Regions from separate parts of the Mus musculus genome. Here regions 1, 2, 4, 5 and 6 are each linked to region 3. Evidence: chromatin contacts called from public HiChIP or PLAC-seq, Micro-C and promoter capture Hi-C data. All regions are on one chromosome and are shown on one strand. The core of a region is the stretch at or near the end of the contact, and the rest is flanking DNA. Distances in the headings are between cores, read along the strand shown.

The links. Promoter capture Hi-C pulls out the DNA fragments that hold promoters and counts their contacts. Hi-C and Micro-C count contacts between places; a contact is called where the count stands out from the background. HiChIP or PLAC-seq counts read pairs in DNA pulled down with a chosen protein or histone mark.
Region 1: a promoter capture Hi-C map of liver shows a contact between it and region 3. The contact joins the enhancer-like site here to the promoter of Dennd1a in region 3. A contact is called at or near these places in 9 of 39 promoter capture datasets (the 3T3-L1 cell line, 3T3-L1-derived adipocytes, the HPC-7 cell line and 5 more), 5 of 484 Hi-C or Micro-C datasets (the Ba/F3 cell line, the G1E-ER4 cell line and liver), 5 of 115 datasets of contacts at active chromatin or transcription factors (bone marrow-derived macrophages, cardiomyocytes, fibro-adipogenic progenitors and 2 more) and 3 of 9 other capture datasets (adipose tissue, liver and pancreatic islet).
Region 2: a contact with region 3 is called in a FOXA1 HiChIP or PLAC-seq map of pancreatic cancer cells. The contact joins the promoter of Nek6 here to the promoter of Dennd1a in region 3. A contact is called at or near these places in 4 of 484 Hi-C or Micro-C datasets (CD8 T cells, adipose-derived mesenchymal stem cells, embryonic stem cells and 1 more), 1 of 115 datasets of contacts at active chromatin or transcription factors (pancreatic cancer cells) and 2 of 9 other capture datasets (adipose tissue and liver).
Region 4: a contact with region 3 is called in an H3K4me3 HiChIP or PLAC-seq map of embryonic limb bud, with 2.1 times the contacts expected there. The contact joins the enhancer-like site here to the promoter of Dennd1a in region 3. A contact is called at or near these places in 2 of 484 Hi-C or Micro-C datasets (CD4 T cells and embryonic stem cells), 4 of 115 datasets of contacts at active chromatin or transcription factors (embryonic limb bud, embryonic stem cells, kidney and 1 more) and 1 of 9 other capture datasets (liver).
Region 5: a Micro-C map of the G1E-ER4 cell line shows a contact between it and region 3. The contact joins the enhancer-like site here to the promoter of Dennd1a in region 3. A contact is called at or near these places in 1 of 39 promoter capture datasets (hippocampal neurons), 5 of 484 Hi-C or Micro-C datasets (the Ba/F3 cell line, the G1E-ER4 cell line and olfactory sensory neurons), 7 of 115 datasets of contacts at active chromatin or transcription factors (astrocytes, bone marrow-derived macrophages, embryonic limb bud and 3 more) and 2 of 9 other capture datasets (liver and pancreatic islet).
Region 6: a contact with region 3 is called in an H3K27ac HiChIP or PLAC-seq map of neural progenitor cells, with 4 times the contacts expected there. The contact joins the enhancer-like site here to the promoter of Dennd1a in region 3. A contact is called at or near these places in 3 of 39 promoter capture datasets (the 3T3-L1 cell line, hippocampal neurons and liver), 7 of 115 datasets of contacts at active chromatin or transcription factors (astrocytes, bone marrow-derived macrophages, embryonic limb bud and 3 more) and 2 of 9 other capture datasets (adipose tissue and pancreatic islet).

What each region holds. Positions count from the first base shown.
Region 1 is chr2:38,142,956-38,145,655 of GRCm38.p6, forward strand. The region is part of intron 3 of Dennd1a (DENN/MADD domain containing 1A); the gene reads right to left. Among named protein-coding and RNA genes, the nearest start is that of Dennd1a, 140 kb to the right of the region's middle. Within about 2 kb of position 1,331, at least 39 of the 459 cell types and tissues checked have an H3K27ac peak or open chromatin away from gene starts, as enhancers often do. A contact at or near this core is called in the G1E-ER4 cell line and liver, where this site is marked.
Region 2 is chr2:38,510,418-38,513,117 of GRCm38.p6, forward strand. It overlaps Nek6 (NIMA (never in mitosis gene a)-related expressed kinase 6), which reads left to right and starts at 1,280. Exons shown (of 10, transcript NM_021606.3): 1 at 1,280-1,376.
Region 3 is chr2:38,286,010-38,288,773 of GRCm38.p6, forward strand. Dennd1a (DENN/MADD domain containing 1A) reads right to left here and starts at 1,375. Exons shown (of 23, transcript NM_001362973.1): 1 at 1,104-1,375. The coding sequence starts at 1,120.
Region 4 is chr2:38,067,086-38,069,785 of GRCm38.p6, forward strand. All of the region lies in intron 5 of Dennd1a (DENN/MADD domain containing 1A), which reads right to left. Among named protein-coding and RNA genes, the nearest start is that of Dennd1a, 220 kb to the right of the region's middle. Within about 2 kb of position 1,441, at least 23 of the 459 cell types and tissues checked have an H3K27ac peak or open chromatin away from gene starts, as enhancers often do. A contact at or near this core is called in embryonic limb bud, where this site is marked.
Region 5 is chr2:38,124,478-38,127,178 of GRCm38.p6, forward strand. Dennd1a (DENN/MADD domain containing 1A) reads right to left here. Exons shown (of 23, transcript NM_001362973.1): 5 at 2,052-2,171. Among named protein-coding and RNA genes, the nearest start is that of Dennd1a, 160 kb to the right of the region's middle. Within about 2 kb of position 1,399, at least 16 of the 459 cell types and tissues checked have an H3K27ac peak or open chromatin away from gene starts, as enhancers often do. A contact at or near this core is called in the G1E-ER4 cell line and hippocampal neurons, where this site is marked.
Region 6 is chr2:38,099,046-38,101,745 of GRCm38.p6, forward strand. All of the region lies in intron 5 of Dennd1a (DENN/MADD domain containing 1A), which reads right to left. Among named protein-coding and RNA genes, the nearest start is that of Dennd1a, 190 kb to the right of the region's middle. Within about 2 kb of position 1,381, at least 29 of the 459 cell types and tissues checked have an H3K27ac peak or open chromatin away from gene starts, as enhancers often do. A contact at or near this core is called in embryonic limb bud, hippocampal neurons and neural progenitor cells, where this site is marked.

The DNA of each region.
Region 1 (2,700 bases), core at 81-2,580, 140 kb before region 3:
GCTTTCCTGCCACCAGTCCTTCAAATCTGACTTGGACATTACACGGGAGGAGGCTCCAAGCCTCCCTGAGGTCTCACTCCTTTTACAACACACGAAAAAGCAGTCGATAATGGGCCCATGCTGAATTCACTGCTCCCCACGTCTCCTCTTGGGACACAAGCCTAGCAGATGTGATAAAAACTGTGTCAGAGAAGTGGCTCTAGTTTGTGCCTTAATGACAACTTAAACCTCTACACCAATACAACCAAGAGATGAACAGAGCTGCCTGTTACCTCTCTCTGCTGCCAATCTTCCAATACCTTGGAACTAAATTAGCGCCTCTCCCCACAACTTCCCCTGCCACCCCTCAAAACCTATTCTAATTTTAAAAGATAAATGAGTTCAGAAAACACACTGGTGGCACAAGTGTCTGGGTGCTGTGTGTGTGGATGTCCTATAATTAAACGCTGACACATATTTCATAGAGTTTGTATTTTCTCAAGGTATGATTGAACATTCAGATGTCATAAAAGACTGCCTACTAAACTCCCTCTGATCACCACCCCAGTACCCATATTCACATATACCGCTGGGAGATTTACAGCCTCCAAAAAAAAAAATGCTTCAAGGTCTAAAGATTATTTTTAAACATGTTCAAACATAAGAGAGGTGATATTCCAAGTTAATGAAACATTCTAATTATTAAAATTTATACAGGACAATTTCTTAAACCATAGGCGGTTATACTTTTCTTTTAACTCATAAGAACTCTTTGTCTTATCTAATGATATGGTACCATAAAAATCTATTTAAATGTGTACCTCTGATAACATTTTCTAAATTCTATAATTCAGCCTTCAGATGATGGGTCTTTTAACCCAGTATCTTGAAAGCCTATTCAGCCACAATTGCATACCCACTTAATCAGCAATCATTGTTCTGGGATGTGGGACTTTGTTGTCAAGACAAGCACCAAAACCTTTAAAAAAAAATTTTTTTTTTTTTCAGAACTGGCATAAGAAAAAAGTGATCTTTGTCAGACAAGGACAAATTTATGCAAATCTTTTATAAACATTCACAAACATTTATTTAGCTTTTGAAATGTTGGCCTCATTTGAGAGCATGAAAATGAGGGGGAAGTAGAAAAACGCAAAGGACAGCTTAGAAGCTGGCACGCTACATAAATATTCAGAAGGAAGATTATAGGATTCATGTTAGGCTGTCTTAGGCTTCTCCAAAGTCCACATAGAATAGCAAAGAACAAAACTAACGAGAAGTGCAGCAGATGTTAGACAATGCATCGGCCTCTTTTCCTCTCTCACTTGGCTATACTTGGACGCTTTTATATTTCCTTTCAATATGGTTAGGTCATTCAAGGATTCTCCTATAGACTCTGTATTGTGGCTACAGATCTATAAGCTGGGGGTCTGTCAGCTTTCCAAAAGTTTCCAATGAAAAGGCATTATGCAAATTCTACCTCTCTTACCCTCTTTCAGGGGGGAAAAAAGCCTCCAGTATGCAGTCATCAGAGTATTGGAAGCCCCAGCCTTCATTTCTGTATGGCTGTGTTTGCCTCAGGGCCACGCTGCTTGTTTTGACAGTGGATCCCCCTAGATAGTTGGGATTAGTCGAGCTTGTTTGGATAAACTTGAAATCAAGGCCTTCTCTAGGTAGACAGCTAGATGTAGCTACCGAGTTTCCAGCTGCCTCCTCCTTTCATCCCCAAACAACTGCAGATTCACAGTAGCTATCACAGCCACAGGCTATGTCACATACATAAGTACAAAATTAAAGGCTGCTAAAAGAAGCCTTTGTAAGTCTTAGTGCTAAAATAAGGAATCTGTACTGCTTGGTTTATACAAATTATTCTAGCACTACCAGTATGGAACTGAACCTATCAGTTAACAAGGCATGTTAATCAAGGCTCCTAGCTTATTCTGATAGACAGGATCATGGTTTAGTATTCACCTAACCTCCACTTATTAGCTCTTACATGAGGATAATAGCTGAAAATGTTGAAAAGGAAATAGCAGTCTTTATTTATCCAGTGCCAGGGAATGTTAGAAAGATACCATCAACAAACACTGCAAGCAGAAAACAGGAATCAAAGTGTAAATATTAGACCTGCTTTGGAAAGAGTATTATTTAGGAATGATTAAACAGGGTTCCACTGCACAGCCATCTCTATTTCACAACTAATATTTCTCCAATCTTATAATGAAAGGAGGACAGGAGGAGGAGTTAGGACTGAGGAAACTTACAGTCAGAACACACTGATGGCATTCTGTTACTGAGACAGAAGGCAGGTGATATGAAACACTAGCAAAATAAGAAAACTATGTAAGAGGTTTCCTAAAATCTAGCATTCAATATTTTACACTTTTTTAATCTCTTCAAAAGGCTAGCAAAATATAAGAAAATAATTCAACCTCATATATATGTTTAATTTACTTTAGTTTCAACACACACAAACTAGCAATTACCTGTGGCTGCTTGCGACCAGCAAAGGCTTTTCTAGAACATTTTCTAGATTTTTTTCTGTGACCCATAATGTTTGTAAGTCCTTTTCCCTTACAATGTCAACTCACACAAGGCAGCTTTCAATCAAATCTTTCACTCATCATCATGTATTCTCAGGAGTCAGCAGCTTAGGTCACTATTTCAAAGAGAAGCCCTAAGTACTGAAGCTATTCTAAAGCTCATTGTCATGGGCTTCATTTC
Region 2 (2,700 bases), core at 30-2,529, 220 kb after region 3:
AGGGGGAGTAATATAGGTTGTGGGCCTGATTACTGTGGACTCAAGTAGACTAGTTAACTGAATACTCAGCAGGTTGCTATCCCGTGCCCAGACATGTACAGCAGATTAATGGACAGATGGCAGGTGCTTGGGCACACAGACAGTCTAGAACACTCAGAAGCAGCAATACCTGTCCCAGCTACGAGCATCCCTTCCTGAGGGGAAGTGGGAGTCACCTTAATTGCTCCCCAGAGAAGCTTGGACATCCTAGTGGGGTTGTTAAGTATGCATAGATGAAGGCAGTTGTTGTTGTTGTTGTTTTGTTTTTTGTTTTTAACATACAACACTTGGTGTGAATTTGGAAGACATGGGGAGGTTAAAGACAATTTGCTGGAGTTCTTTTGTTCCATTGTGTGGGTCTGGAGGATCAAACTCAGGTCATTCCCCCCACCTCCACCCCCACCCCCACCCCCAGGCTCCTGGGTATTTGGCTGGCCCACTTACTCCTAAAAACCTTCTGCACACTGATGCTTGGCTGGCCTGGAGTTCCCAGGAAGGCAGTATCCCCAGGAGATACTGGCACTTTGAGGGCAGGGACTTGGATTTATCCTAGGTGCCTACTTCTGGAACTGTACTGGGCACTATTTGTACACTGTACTATTGTACACACTGATATATATATATATATATATATATATATATATATACATATATACATATATACATATATACATATATATATATATATATATATATATATATATATATATATATATATATATATATATATATATAATATGAATGACAACATCTCATGTAGCCCAGGCTGGCTTGGAATTTGCTATATAGCCAAGAATGAATGAATTTCAGACATTTTTGCCTCAGCCTTCCTAATTCAGAGATTACAGGTGCCCAATTTCCCTAGTGCTGAGATTAGGAAAGCATGCTATCAACTGAACTTCACCTCCTGCTGCACTCTGTGAATGGGTCAATTTCGGTCCTGCGAGGGCTGTGAGAGGAGCAATGTCAGCTGATGAGGAATCCATGGGTGTGGGGAAGGGTCCACGAATTGGTTACCCAGCGAATCTGCATCTTATAAAGTCTAGAGCCCGCGCAGAGGGGTTCAGTGCCCAGGGTTTGGAGTCTGAGGCTCAGTCTTCCAACCTGAGTTGGACGATCAGGCACCCAGGCTGGGAGCGCGCCCCCGGCGCCCCCTAGCCTGCGTGGCGGCCGCGCGCACGGGCGCAGGGGGCGGCGCGGCCCCGCGGCGGGGAGGGGCGGGCGCGCGGGCGCGCGCAGAAGCGGCGGCTGAACCAAGCGGACTAGCTGCGGCCGCAGCGCCGCCAACTCGCGTGTGACCCGCGCTCCGCCCGCCGCCGAGAGAGCCGCCAGCGCCGGTGAGTGGCCTGGGACCAGCGAGGGGCGCGGGCCAGGGCGTGGGACTGTCACCCGAGGCGTTGTGGGCGCGCGCGCGTGCCCGGGGAGTCGGCGGGGACGCCCGCAGGAGGCCGAGGTGTCCGCGGCGGGCTCCATCCGCCCAGCTGCGCGGGAGTGCGTGCGTGTGCACATCAGGGGCCCGGGCTGTGAGTTTGGGGTGGACCAGTGCGGGTGGACGGGCTCGGCTTCGGTTTATCCGTTTATCGAGTGTTTACCGTGGATGCCAAGGAGTACGTGTGCCCACGTGTCTGAACGTTCCCGAGTGAGTGTGTGCACACGTGCACGGGCAAAAGTGTACAAATTCCATACGAGAGTGTGTTTAGGATCCAGACTGTGCACTCCACACTGCAGGCCGGTGTGTGTGTGATGTGCCGGCTGACCCTGTCCAGAGAGGGTGCTGGGCCGGATTCTGTGAGTCCGCAGATCCCCAGGTTCTGACTTTGGTTGGAAGCCTCTTAGCCCGGCCTTGGCAGAACTCTGCATGGCCACGCAGGCTGAGGAGGGGGCTGCGCTGAACTTGAATTGAGGTTTTCTAAATATGTCTTAGTTCCCTGGCTTTGTTCGTGGCTGTCTCTAGCTAGGCCAGATTTGGACTCTGTTCCCCATACCTAGGGGTTAGGCCCTAGGGAGACCCAGGGCCCCAGATACTTGTCCTCTCTGCCTGCTCCTCTAAGTTAATCATATTTCCCTGATTTAACCGAGCCCCAGAGGGCCATAACAAATGGGTGACAGCATGCTTGGGACACATCCTCTAAGGGCTGTCCGTGAAGTTTTGATTGACAGTTTGTGCATGTGTGTTTGAAAGTTTTAACTGCGTTAGAGCAAACTTTAGAAAGTTTATGTACAAAGTTTCACTCCACTTGCAAAATGCAGGGTGACTTTTTGAGGGGAAAATGTCCTCACAGGAGCCTGGTGTGTGTAAAAGGGCATGTTAAAAACCCTATTGCTAATGGGAGAAGAATTTCATTGAATGGGTGCCTGACTCCCAACAGGAGAAACTTAACCAGTGAACTTTGGACATCGTCGTCCAGAAGACAAAACCTGGAAGGAAACAAAAAAAGACCCATGTTCATTTTTTTTTTCCTCTTTGTCCCGAAAACTGGAGAAGAAAAAATATCCCCACCTTCTGGACGTGTTGAAACTGTTCCCCTCCCCCACCGGGGCCAGGCTCTCCCTGGATCCCCCACCCCCAAATAAAATATGCCTGTGGGGAGCGGAGGAGTGAGTCACTCTCTGGCAGAGGGCCCCACGGCAAACATTTGGGAAGGTTCTTGCTTAACTTCC
Region 3 (2,764 bases), core at 125-2,624:
GAATAATTATTAGATTTTTTGCCCTTGAGGCCCTTCCTCTTTCAAACTTCCCTAGTACAATTCTCAAAATGCTGAAATAATCACATTCCACGGACTTTCCTATAAGAGGGTTTATGGTGTCTTATGAATGCTGTTTTCCAGAAAAGCCTATGCTGTCAACTTTGTTTTTCAATGTCCTTAAGCAATTCTATTAGTCATAGAGAAAAAGTGAGCATTTGCTAATGATTAGAGAGAGAGAGAGAAAGAGAGTAAGCATCTGAGTCCTAGGGCTGAGGAAGGGAGTGGCCAGAATTGGTCTTAGCTGGGAGGGGAGATAGAGACCAAGGCAACAACACCCAAATTGGACCACAGAAAAGTTGTAATTCCCAAAGACAACTTCTAATGTTTCGGTGGGTACTTAAGTTACAAGTATCAGCATTTTCACGAGAAAACGAAGCCTCAACCAGGGGCTCCAAGCAAATGAAGAAGGAGTAAGGGAATGTGCCTGACTGGATTGCAAAACCTTTTCAAAATCAGGTGCTCAGTGACAGCTAAAGGTGTCTTCCTTCATAGCCTTTGGCCCTGGCTTGTGTGCAGACTCAGATAAGAGGAAGAGTCAGCAAAGGCAAAGCGCCTTCCTGTGCAGGCAGGCCATCCAGGCCTTAAATGTCCCAGAAGCCCCCTCCCTCTAAGAACCTCACACCACTTCTGGAATGATTACAGGCCTCACGCAGACAGGCTGCAACCTCTCAGGACCTGCCAACTCTCGGGGTCGCCCCCAAACACACCCTTATGAAGACTTGCTTCCGGAGACCTCCCCTCTCCCAGCAGCAGTCTGACAGTTTTCTGGGGCTCTGTACATCCCGCCTAGGGAGCCACCGCGTCAGCAGTTCCCGCCCTCAGGTGAGGAGGGGGCATCTGATCATCCGCGCCCCTCCACCCCACACGCACCCCGTCCCCGAGCCTTCCCGCATCACCATGGCAACCGTCCCCCTCCCCGCTTGACGCCTCCACGCGGGGCGCCCCTCCGGTCTGGGCAACAAGTCCCCCAAGCGCGGCCCACGGCCTGCAGCTCTAGCCCAGCCTCGCCTCCCCCGCGCCCGGCTCCGCCCGGCCGCACTCACTTGATCCTGGAGCCCATGGTCCCGGGGCCTCCTCATGGACCCGCGGGCCCCGCTCGGTGCTGCGCTGCACTGCACTGCCCGCCCGCCCGCGGCCGACAGGCCTCCCTCAGGAGCTCTCCCCGCCCCTTCCTCCCTTCCCTCAGGCAGGGGCCCGCCCGCTCGAGGCTCGCTCCCCGGCCGCCGCAGCTGCTGTCGCCTCCCGGGGTTAAAGTACTCGCTCCAGCCGGGCGAGCGCCATGGTCGCCCGCGCGCGTACCCGGCGCGCGCCGCCCCCTCCGTCTCTCACACCGCCGCCCCCTCCCGCCCGCGCCGCTGACCGCGGGGGCTGCTGGGAAGTGTAGTCCACTCGCGTGAGGGTGGCCCCGGGGGGCGGGAAGCGCGCAGCAGGACAGTGGTCTACCCGAAAGGTCTGTGGCTTCTCTGAGAAGAGACCTAGGGACCTTTGTCCCACTGCTTTTCATCAGAATCCACCCAAAGCGACCTGAAGGAACTTCCATCGTGTCCCCAGAGGCCACTAAAGAAGCCTTCGTCCACTCCTCAAGTGGAGAATTTTTGACAGGCTAAAATTCGGGGAGGGGGGTGTCTGAATTGGAGGAAACAGTTGTCCTCCCCTCTCAGGAACTCACAATGACTCCAGTTTCACTGAGTCAGGCTTCAGGGTTCTGGTTTCCCGAATTTGAAAACTGAAGTTCACAGACCATGGATGTTTAGCTTTAAAGAGTTGGTTTTTTTGTTTGTTTTTTTGGTTTTGTTTTTGGTTTTGTTTTTTTAATACCTCCATAAGTAGGAGCTTGGGAGAAAAGCCGGCCCATCCCAGGAAATGGGGTATCATAGAACTGCATGCCAGGTGCTGAGGGTGAGTTAGTCCAAATGTTTAACCTGTGGAACCAATGACTTTATTGGACTTTCTTAGAAAGCATGAGTGGGGGTTGCTTACAGGAGTGTGGGTGACTCCAAAGCAGCTGCACTGGAAAGTGCACACCATCATCGTCGTCGTTGTCCGTGTTCCCGCCCCCCTCCCCCCAAGACTCTTTAATCCCAGCATTTGAGTAGGGGAGGCTAGTGGATCTCTGTGAATTTGAGGCCAGCCTGGTCTACAGAACTAGTTCCAAGAGAGCCAGGGCTACACAGTGAAACCCTGTCTTGAAAAACAAAAACAAAAACCTACCCTTCTATGACCGAAAGCTTCCTGTAGACATATATACAGTTTTCTTTAGTTAACCTCCTATAAACTACTACAATCTGTGTACTACAGCACCTCCCTGGGCCCAGAGGAATGTGCAATTAGAGTAGATTGCATACAAATGGCTGGGAGAACCGGGTGGAGTCCCCTCTGAGAAACTGTTAACAGCCAACAGGCCTGCTCCTGATGACCTTCTGCAAGCAGGCACAGCTGATGTGAAGATGGTGGCTATTTTGCTGTGAGGACCAGATTCTATAACCAATCACCTAGGTGAGAAAATTCTGGAAATATCTGAGGGAGTTTCCAGATTAGTTTAATTCAGGAGGGTGGCCTCTTCCATGGGCTGGCTTAAATGAACGGGGAAGGCAGCATTCATCTCTCTCTGTGCTTTCTGACTGGATTCAGTCATTGTGACTAGCAGCCTCACTTTTCTGCTGCCATGTCTTCTCCTTCTACCATGTTAAACTGTACTGTACCC
Region 4 (2,700 bases), core at 191-2,690, 220 kb before region 3:
AACAAAACTAATTATCCCATGGAGATGCTACTTGACATCATTTTAGAAGAAGTGAAAGTTAATAGGGAAGGGAGACACTTATCAAGTGTTAGGTGCCTTGATATAGTACTTGTTGTAGCAGCTGTATGAGGACTGTCCTGTTTTACAGAAGATAAAACTGAGTCTCAGAAGCAGAATGACCTTTTTTTATGATGGTATGGCTATTAAAGCACAAAACTAGCCCAGTTTGTATTCTCAGTCCTATTTGCTCCATAAGAGTAGTGAAACTGAAATGAGACATGGAATTCTTATCTTGCAATTCTCACTGCAACACCCTGGTACAATCAAAGCTTGCCTCTAAAACTCTGAAGCTATAAAGTACCTTGAGCAACCCAACTTTGGCTACCTCCCAACAATTCAGTGTGTTTTCTTACTTTGCCAGCCCCAGGGATACCTGTCATGTCCCTACTCTTCCTTGCTTTAGGAATTAGAGTGCACATTATATTGGAGATGCGGGGGGTGGGGGGAGCACATCTTGGGGGAATTTCAAGTTTCCAGTGCCTGAAGTTGTGACCTAGATGTACATTTTCAAGAACTTAGTAGAAAGACCATAGCTTATGTCACAGGTTCTTAAGCTGTGTAGTCTTCTTAAATCTAATGCATGAAGCTCTGTGTGCATGCTGTGGTGACATTTAAGGAAGCATTAGATTAAACAAGGTACCCAGTTTCCATGAACAGCACTCATTTATTTCATCGGCACCCACATCTCTGCTTGAATGCTCTCTCATTCCATCGCAAATCTCTCTATAAAAGTGTCTAGCTGTCTCTTAAAGCCATTTATGTTCAATGCTTCAGTGCCTTTCCTTGGCGACTTTTTCCATATGCTTAACTTCTTTCAGAGAAACATTTCTGTCTCAATTCACAGAACAGCACACCAATCAGCATAAGCAGGCAGGCAGGTAAAGGGAGAAAAGAGAGGCAAGCATGAGGTGAAAAGGCAAAGTATGAAGGTAGCTAGCCCATTAAAACTAATGTTTTGGAAGGCAAAAAGCTTGGAGCCAAGAGAAAATGAATCTAGCACCTACCCCCAAGCAATCAGAGGGCTCTGAACTTGAATTTATAACTCAAACACTCTGGGCCATATGCAACTTGAGACGCACAACGGGTAGCACTACTGGGGATTTATGACTTATGACTTGTTCATATTTAATTTGTAACCAAACACTTCCCCTTCCTCTTAGCTACCTTAGAACTCTTGATTAACTCTTGTTTTCACAGGTCAGAGGTTAAATAAAGGAAGGGAAGCACTCTGGGGTGAGACTGCCCAGAGCACCACATCCAAGAGTGACCCTGTGCAAGAAACATTAAAATAAGTGATAAGGCCAGAGATTGCTCCAGACAGCTCATGTTCAAAGGCTCCTTTGGGTACAAGGCAGACCTGAGCAAGGAGAGTTGACAACAAAGTCAGACAGGAAGCTGGTCTGCTCTCAGTTACTTCTGGTGACTGCATGGCTCTCTCACTAAGACAGTTCTCATAGTGTTTCTGTAAGTAAAGCTGAAGGTTTTAAGGAAAGTAAAGGAAGAACCTGTGCAAGCCGGGTAAACTCTCTCTTGTTTCCCTAGGCCACAGCAATCCGTCCCATCCGTTAGACTGTGCTACTCAGAAGAAAACCTCTGCCTCTACCCAATTTCGTAGCAGCAATTCTGTGCTGGGCAGAGGAAAGCAGAATTCTCCACAGTAATCTTGAATAAGAAAACATAATCTGTCCAAGCATGACAAGATCCTAGCTCCAAGAACCTTTGCTGCTGTGCTGCTCAAGATACAGCAAAGCGATTAAAATATCATAAGGACTTCTGTTAATTTAGGGATTTACCAATGCCAGGAAATCATCTAGAATTTGACTCAGTGATTTCAAGTAGATGCCAGAAAATGGTTTAGGAAAGTAGAGCATAGAAAAGCTAGGTAACTTGCTGAAAGCACATGGCTTCAAAGATCAGGGTAACAACTTAGTCTCCATGAGTTGCTATTCCAACAGGTAGTCATTCTCCAAAGAAGTACTATAGTCAATTGTCCTCTGGACAGTTTACACACAGTACACTAACTCCATTAGTGTTTTTAAGCTGTTGGCAAAAATGGAACAAATTGTCTAGCAGCAATCTTTCATTCATTTCCTAACATAATTCAGGTTCCTGGGCAGAGGTGCTAAATGACCACTAAGGCTAAGTTTCTGCATGTGGAGCTATGGTAAAGTTAGGAATGTCCAAAAAGAGGCAAAAAGTGCAATACTTGGGGAAATCTAAGCAGCCACAGGGAGAAAGCCATACATCCTGTACCATAATTAAAAATAGCCACTTGGTGAAGCTGAACTTTCCTCTACTGCACACTTCAGCAGAACAGATGAACTCAGACCTGAACACCAGAGGAATTGGGAATCCAGGACATAGTGATCAGAAGTGCAATACCAGATTGCCATTAGTCACTTTCTGCTGCAACCATGACAGAAGCTCCACCACTCAGCCATCCTGATTTTTTTATGTTTAGGGATTGTTGTTTATTAGAAGCCAGGGGAAGACCTTTGCAATATTACAAAAGCCAAAAATTCACATTATAAAACCCTCTCAAGATATGACTATAATTACAAACTTTGAAAAAGAAACATTAAAAATCCAACTTTGGAAAAGGATACCCAGTCAGTAAAATTCTTGGCAGAAACCAGATCC
Region 5 (2,701 bases), core at 149-2,648, 160 kb before region 3:
TGAATTCGGTGAATTTGGATCCTTAAGTTTGTAAAACAGTTCACAGCATGGGCTTTCAGTACTCTCTGAGCTCCCAGGAAAGGTTTCAGTAACTGGGGGCTTTAGTATCTGTAGGTGTTGGCAAATTGGAAAATCTGTTCCAGATAATTAAAAAAATTCAACCTTACACTTCTGATGCTGGTACCACAATCTGTATTGGTCAGGGTGAATATATAGAGAAAGGGGAATTTAGTAGAATGACTTAAAGGAAGTAGTCCAGAGAATAAGCCCAACAATGGCTGTCTAAGGTCTAAGAATCCAGTAGTTGTTCAGTCTACAAGGCTGGATGTCTCAGCTGGTCCTCAGTATATTGCAGAATCCTGGAAGAAGTAGATGCCAGTAAAGGAATGAACTTGAGCAAGCTGTAAAAAGAGAGCTTCCTTCTTCTGTGTCCTTTATCTGGGCTTACAGCAGAAGGTGTGGTCCAGATTTAAAGTGTGTCTTCCCACCTCAAATATCCAGAGTGGAAGTGAGACCCCACTTCAAAAGATTTAATTAAGAAAAACTCTCACAGTTGTGTCTTGCCATTCGGGTTATAGTTAATTCCAGATATAGTCAAGTTGACAACCAAAAATAGCCATCATACCTGGCTTCTCTCAAACACAAAATCCATAGTGGACATATAAAACTGAACACCAGAATCAAAGGCACATACACTTACTGATATACCTATTTGTTTATTTTTGGTGGTGATGCTGGGGATCAAGCACAGGGCCTATGCATATAGGCAAGCCCTACAACACTAAGCCACACTCTTGGAATATTAAATTCACAGTTTTAAATAAATGGTTGTCCATTCCCAGACGTTTGGGGGAAAAAAAAAAACACCCATCCTGAAGACTCTGGTCCCCAAACCAGAAATGCTAAGAAGTTGACTTCACTAGCTAGGAAGAAAAACACTGAGATCTTTGTAGAGAAATGTAGAGCTGTGGACCAGGCTGACAGGAGCAAAGAAACCTCATAAATTGGGCCCTTTTGTCCTAGTTTGGTGTGTGGCTTTGGGGAGTGAGATATGTTGGGAGGTCCTTTACTCAGTGAGAAGGTGAACAAAGTGCAGACTATTACAGAAGAGAAATGCTCCTTCTAGAATCCACATAGAGCCTGGCCTTTTACCTCTGGCTGGGCCCAAGCATGGGGCCAGGGTTGTGTCATGGATGCCTCTCTGATGCCCATACTGGCTGTTCCACAACAGAGAGAGAGAGAGAGAGAGAGAGAGAGAGAGAGAGAGAGAGAGAGAGAGAGAGAGAGAGAGAGAGAAAGCCCTGTAACACCTACTTAAGAGAGGCAGATGGAGAGGAGAGGAGAGAGGAGGAGAGAGTGCGTGGGATGCCTTTACCTCCCCCTCAGGAGGCGCCCAGCAGGAGCCCACAGAGCCAGCAGCTCCAAAATCGGATTTCCACACATCCTCCCACCCCAGAATGCCTTACCCCTCTAACAAGAGGAAACAGAGCATTAAGCAAGTGTGGCTCTGGTGTTCAAGGGGATTTCAGAAGGCCTGAAGATGTCTTCTCACACTTCTGCACTTTTCTGGAACTTCTACAGAGGTAGCCAGATTGGGAAGTTATTCAGACAATGACCCAAAGAGGGCAAGTATGCTACTCCAAGGAGCACACAATCAGCGCCTGCAGGTTGTCCTGAGCTAGACACATACTTTATTAATAATCTTACATACACAAAATGTCCACAGGGAAGCCTAACAGACTAATTTCTGACAGCTCCAGATAACAGTAGGAGGGACTGAAGCCCTGACAACTCTCCAGTTTCTGCATACCACTAAGGAGCAATGAGCCCTTCCCACCCAAGGGATGCGATGCAAATAAATAAATACAATTATCTGCAGGGCCTCAAGTGCAAGAGTAACACCACAAAGTCCTTCTCCCCAAGTCCAGTGACTTGTGGGGAACAGATAGGATACCAAAACAACAGCTGGAAAACTTAATTACAGAAAGACTATGCAAAAGCTGACAACTGTTTCAAAGAACCAGCCAACGGCTGAGGCACTTCTCCCTTACCTTAAGATACAGAAGCAGCTCTTGGCTCCTGAAGATAAGCGGCAGAACCCGAATCTCTGTTTGCTGTCAATGTCAGTGAGCACAAATGTGAAGTTCTGGCCAACTTGGCTAACTGTGAGGCTGTAGAGAAGACAGAACAAAGGGAGAGATGAATGTGTGCTAAGTTTCCAGATAAAGTATCTAATCACCACAAGTCATTGAACCTGTTACATTTCCTTTGTGGAACTTTGTAAATGAGCTAAAATTTTACACACTTCAAGGGAGCAGACAAGAAAGTGGAGGGAAAGGAAAGGGAGAGAGGAAGCAAGGACAGAAGGGGATGGAGGAAAAGGAGAGAGGAAAGGAGGGGGAAGAATATAAGGAGAGAAAGGAGTCTGCTCTAATGTCCCCCAAAAATCAAAATCATCACTACTTTCCAATGTGCCTGATAGAATTCGGGCCCCAGGTACCTAGGTGAATCAGCCATCAATGTTAAAAGAGGCACTCTATCTACCTCATTTTTTTATAGAAGATGAGAGCTGGGACAAGTGCTGCCTAAGATACAACTTGGTGACTGGCAAAACGCTGTTTTTTTTTAAGCCTTGCTGTGACTCCCATGGCCACAGCACCAGTTCACAACACCAGAGGTATTACAGTGTCTACTATGCACC
Region 6 (2,700 bases), core at 131-2,630, 190 kb before region 3:
CTTTGTATTCTTAGCACTTGGTACCCACTCCCATTTTTTAGAGTCAATTGGGCTCTTCTAATTAACCTGCATTTCTCATCTTAGCCCTCAGATATAATTCAGCCACACTATAAAACGAGCCCCATTCATCAAGACAGACCAAAAGAGGGAGGATCCAAGAGTGCACACCTGTGGAATATCTAATCAACCTCTAAACTAGCACACCTAAATTTCCTAATGAGCCTGAAGTAGGAATTTCACTCTTTAATGGCACTGAAAAGCAAACAGTGTGTGCTCAATGTGGCTGGCTCCAGGCCAAATGTGACTTCAACTCTGATACAAAGAGTCAACCACCAGGCATGATCAGGGAGGAGGAGTAGGGAGGAAAGGGTGGACAGGGAGGAGAAGCAGGGAAGAAGGGGGAACACAAAATCATAAAACAGAAAAACAAAAACAAAACAAAACCAAGAACATCTCCCAAGCTTCCTTCCAAGAGGCTGGGTTTATTCAAAACAAAAGGGAGGCTACAGACTGGAGAGGGGCGGAGGGGGGCAGCATGGACTTGAGGACTGAGTAGCAGAGCTCCCAAGGCTGCAGAGCCTGTGCTTCGGTGCTCAGAATCTGGATCCTATTCTCTTAGAGAGCAGGTAGTACTCTACCAGGAGAGGTACAGTTTGCTCTTTCCTCTAAAGGACAGTCTAACAACTAAAAGCCTGAGGAGAACAACAATAACCCGCCCCCCAACAACCAAACAGCAGATAAACAGAGATCATCCCCAAGGCCTTTGACAAAACTGTCAAAACCCAAACTTGAAATTCAGATTTTGACTAGTATTTTCAATGGGTTTTTAATAATTTAGAAGCATAAAATTAGCTTTATAGATTACCATTTAAAATGGCTGGAAAAAAAAAAAGCTAGGAACAAATCCATCTTCAGGAAATTCTTACGGAAGTCACAATTTCAACCCACTTTTACTTTTACCATCAAACATACCTGCCATTGCAGGACCTCTCAGTACAAGACACCAATTATGCCATAAGCCTAATTGTCAAAGCTTCAGCTAGAACTGAAAATTTAGAAGTTGAATATGAAACACTCTTGTGACCCTCATTATATTCTTGTTCAAAATCTTCACTATCAGTAGTGTAATTGTGAGTTAAATGCTAACATTCAGTGATATTCACAGACAGATTTTACAAAGCCTTTTAAAATGCTTGAAAGCTTTAAAGCCCAGGTCTCTGATGTGACAATGCTTTGCAAACTGACCTGGGGAAAAAAAGTCTGCTTCTCTCCAGCATGCAAAGGCAGCTTCCTAGACCACAGGCTCTACAGTGTGCTTTGGAAGTGGTTCAGCATCGCTCTCCTCATAACTCAAATCCTGGTTTGTGTCTGTCTTTATAGGTCATTGTTGGCCAGATGGAAAATATTAAGGGAAAGATATTGCAACTGAAACAGCAGGCTGTAGTAGTGCGCGGTCGCAAGGCCCCAGTTAAGCACAAGCAGATCTGCAGGTGGGCTGTTCCCTGCCACAAACCAGCTCTGGTGCATCCTCTGCTCAGCAGCAGGAGGGCCTGGCCAGCTGAGAGCCACCACTGTGCCAAACAGACTGTGCGGGGTCTCACTGCTCGGATGCTTCCAGAGAAAGAAGGAGAATCGATGGGTTCCTTTGTAAACAACTTGTGCTTTTAGGCTGTGGCCAACTTCAAAGGGGGAATAACTTAATCCAGTCACAAATTATGCCATGTACATCTTCAGGTTGATTTTTTTACTTGAGCAATTATGTGATCGCTTAAAACTGGTTTCTTGCAGGTAAATGACAAATAACAAAAGGAAAGTTAGGCAGGGCATTTAGCAAGCAGGAAATACTGTACAGCCAAATGTAGTTGCTATTTTTTGCTTAAACTAATTTTCAGCAAAATTTGATTTCTTATATTTTTGGTTGTGAGCCTAGCCTTTAATAACTGATCCATCTCTCCAGCCCAAAATCTGATTTCTTATGAGTGAATGCAGACTTCAACTTCAAAGTTTGCGCTGTGGTACAATGTTCCTTCATGAGTCCATCTCTGTATATGAGGCCTGGCTCAAGTGTGGCCCATCCACACATATTTGTGCAATAAAAACTTCAAGTTGTTACTAATGACTAGTCTTTATCAGTGGCTTAGTTCTTGTTTTGAAATGATATAGGGTAGCTGCTATCATCAGGAATCCCATTACACAAAGAGCCAAGACAGCTCAGTAGTAACTTACCTAAAATTAAATCTAAATCTGAAGAAGCTCACAGAATCTATGTGCCTGTCTCTATCTTATGAACATGAAGGAATAATGATAGCAGAAGGAAGAGCCTCTGGCTTTGGCAATTACCCAGGTACAAGCACTCAAGATAGGCAGTAATAAATTTGTGCCCAACAGCCAATAAGGAATATCAAAAAAAAAAAAAAATAGAGAGCAAGTGAAGAGATTTTAAGATTTACTTGTTTTATGTATAAATGTTTTACCTGCATATTTGTGTGTGTGTGTGTGTGTGTGCGCGCAATTTATAAATACAGTATCTGTTCTGTGTGTGTTCACAGACAAGAATGCTTGTGTGCATTCTGTGCAAATGGTAGAAATCAGAAGAAACCATCATATTCCCTGGAACTGGCTACTGGTACTTGTAAGCTGGTGCTGGGAAACTGAACCCAGGTCCTCCACAAGAGAAACAAGTGCTCTTAACCAATAAGC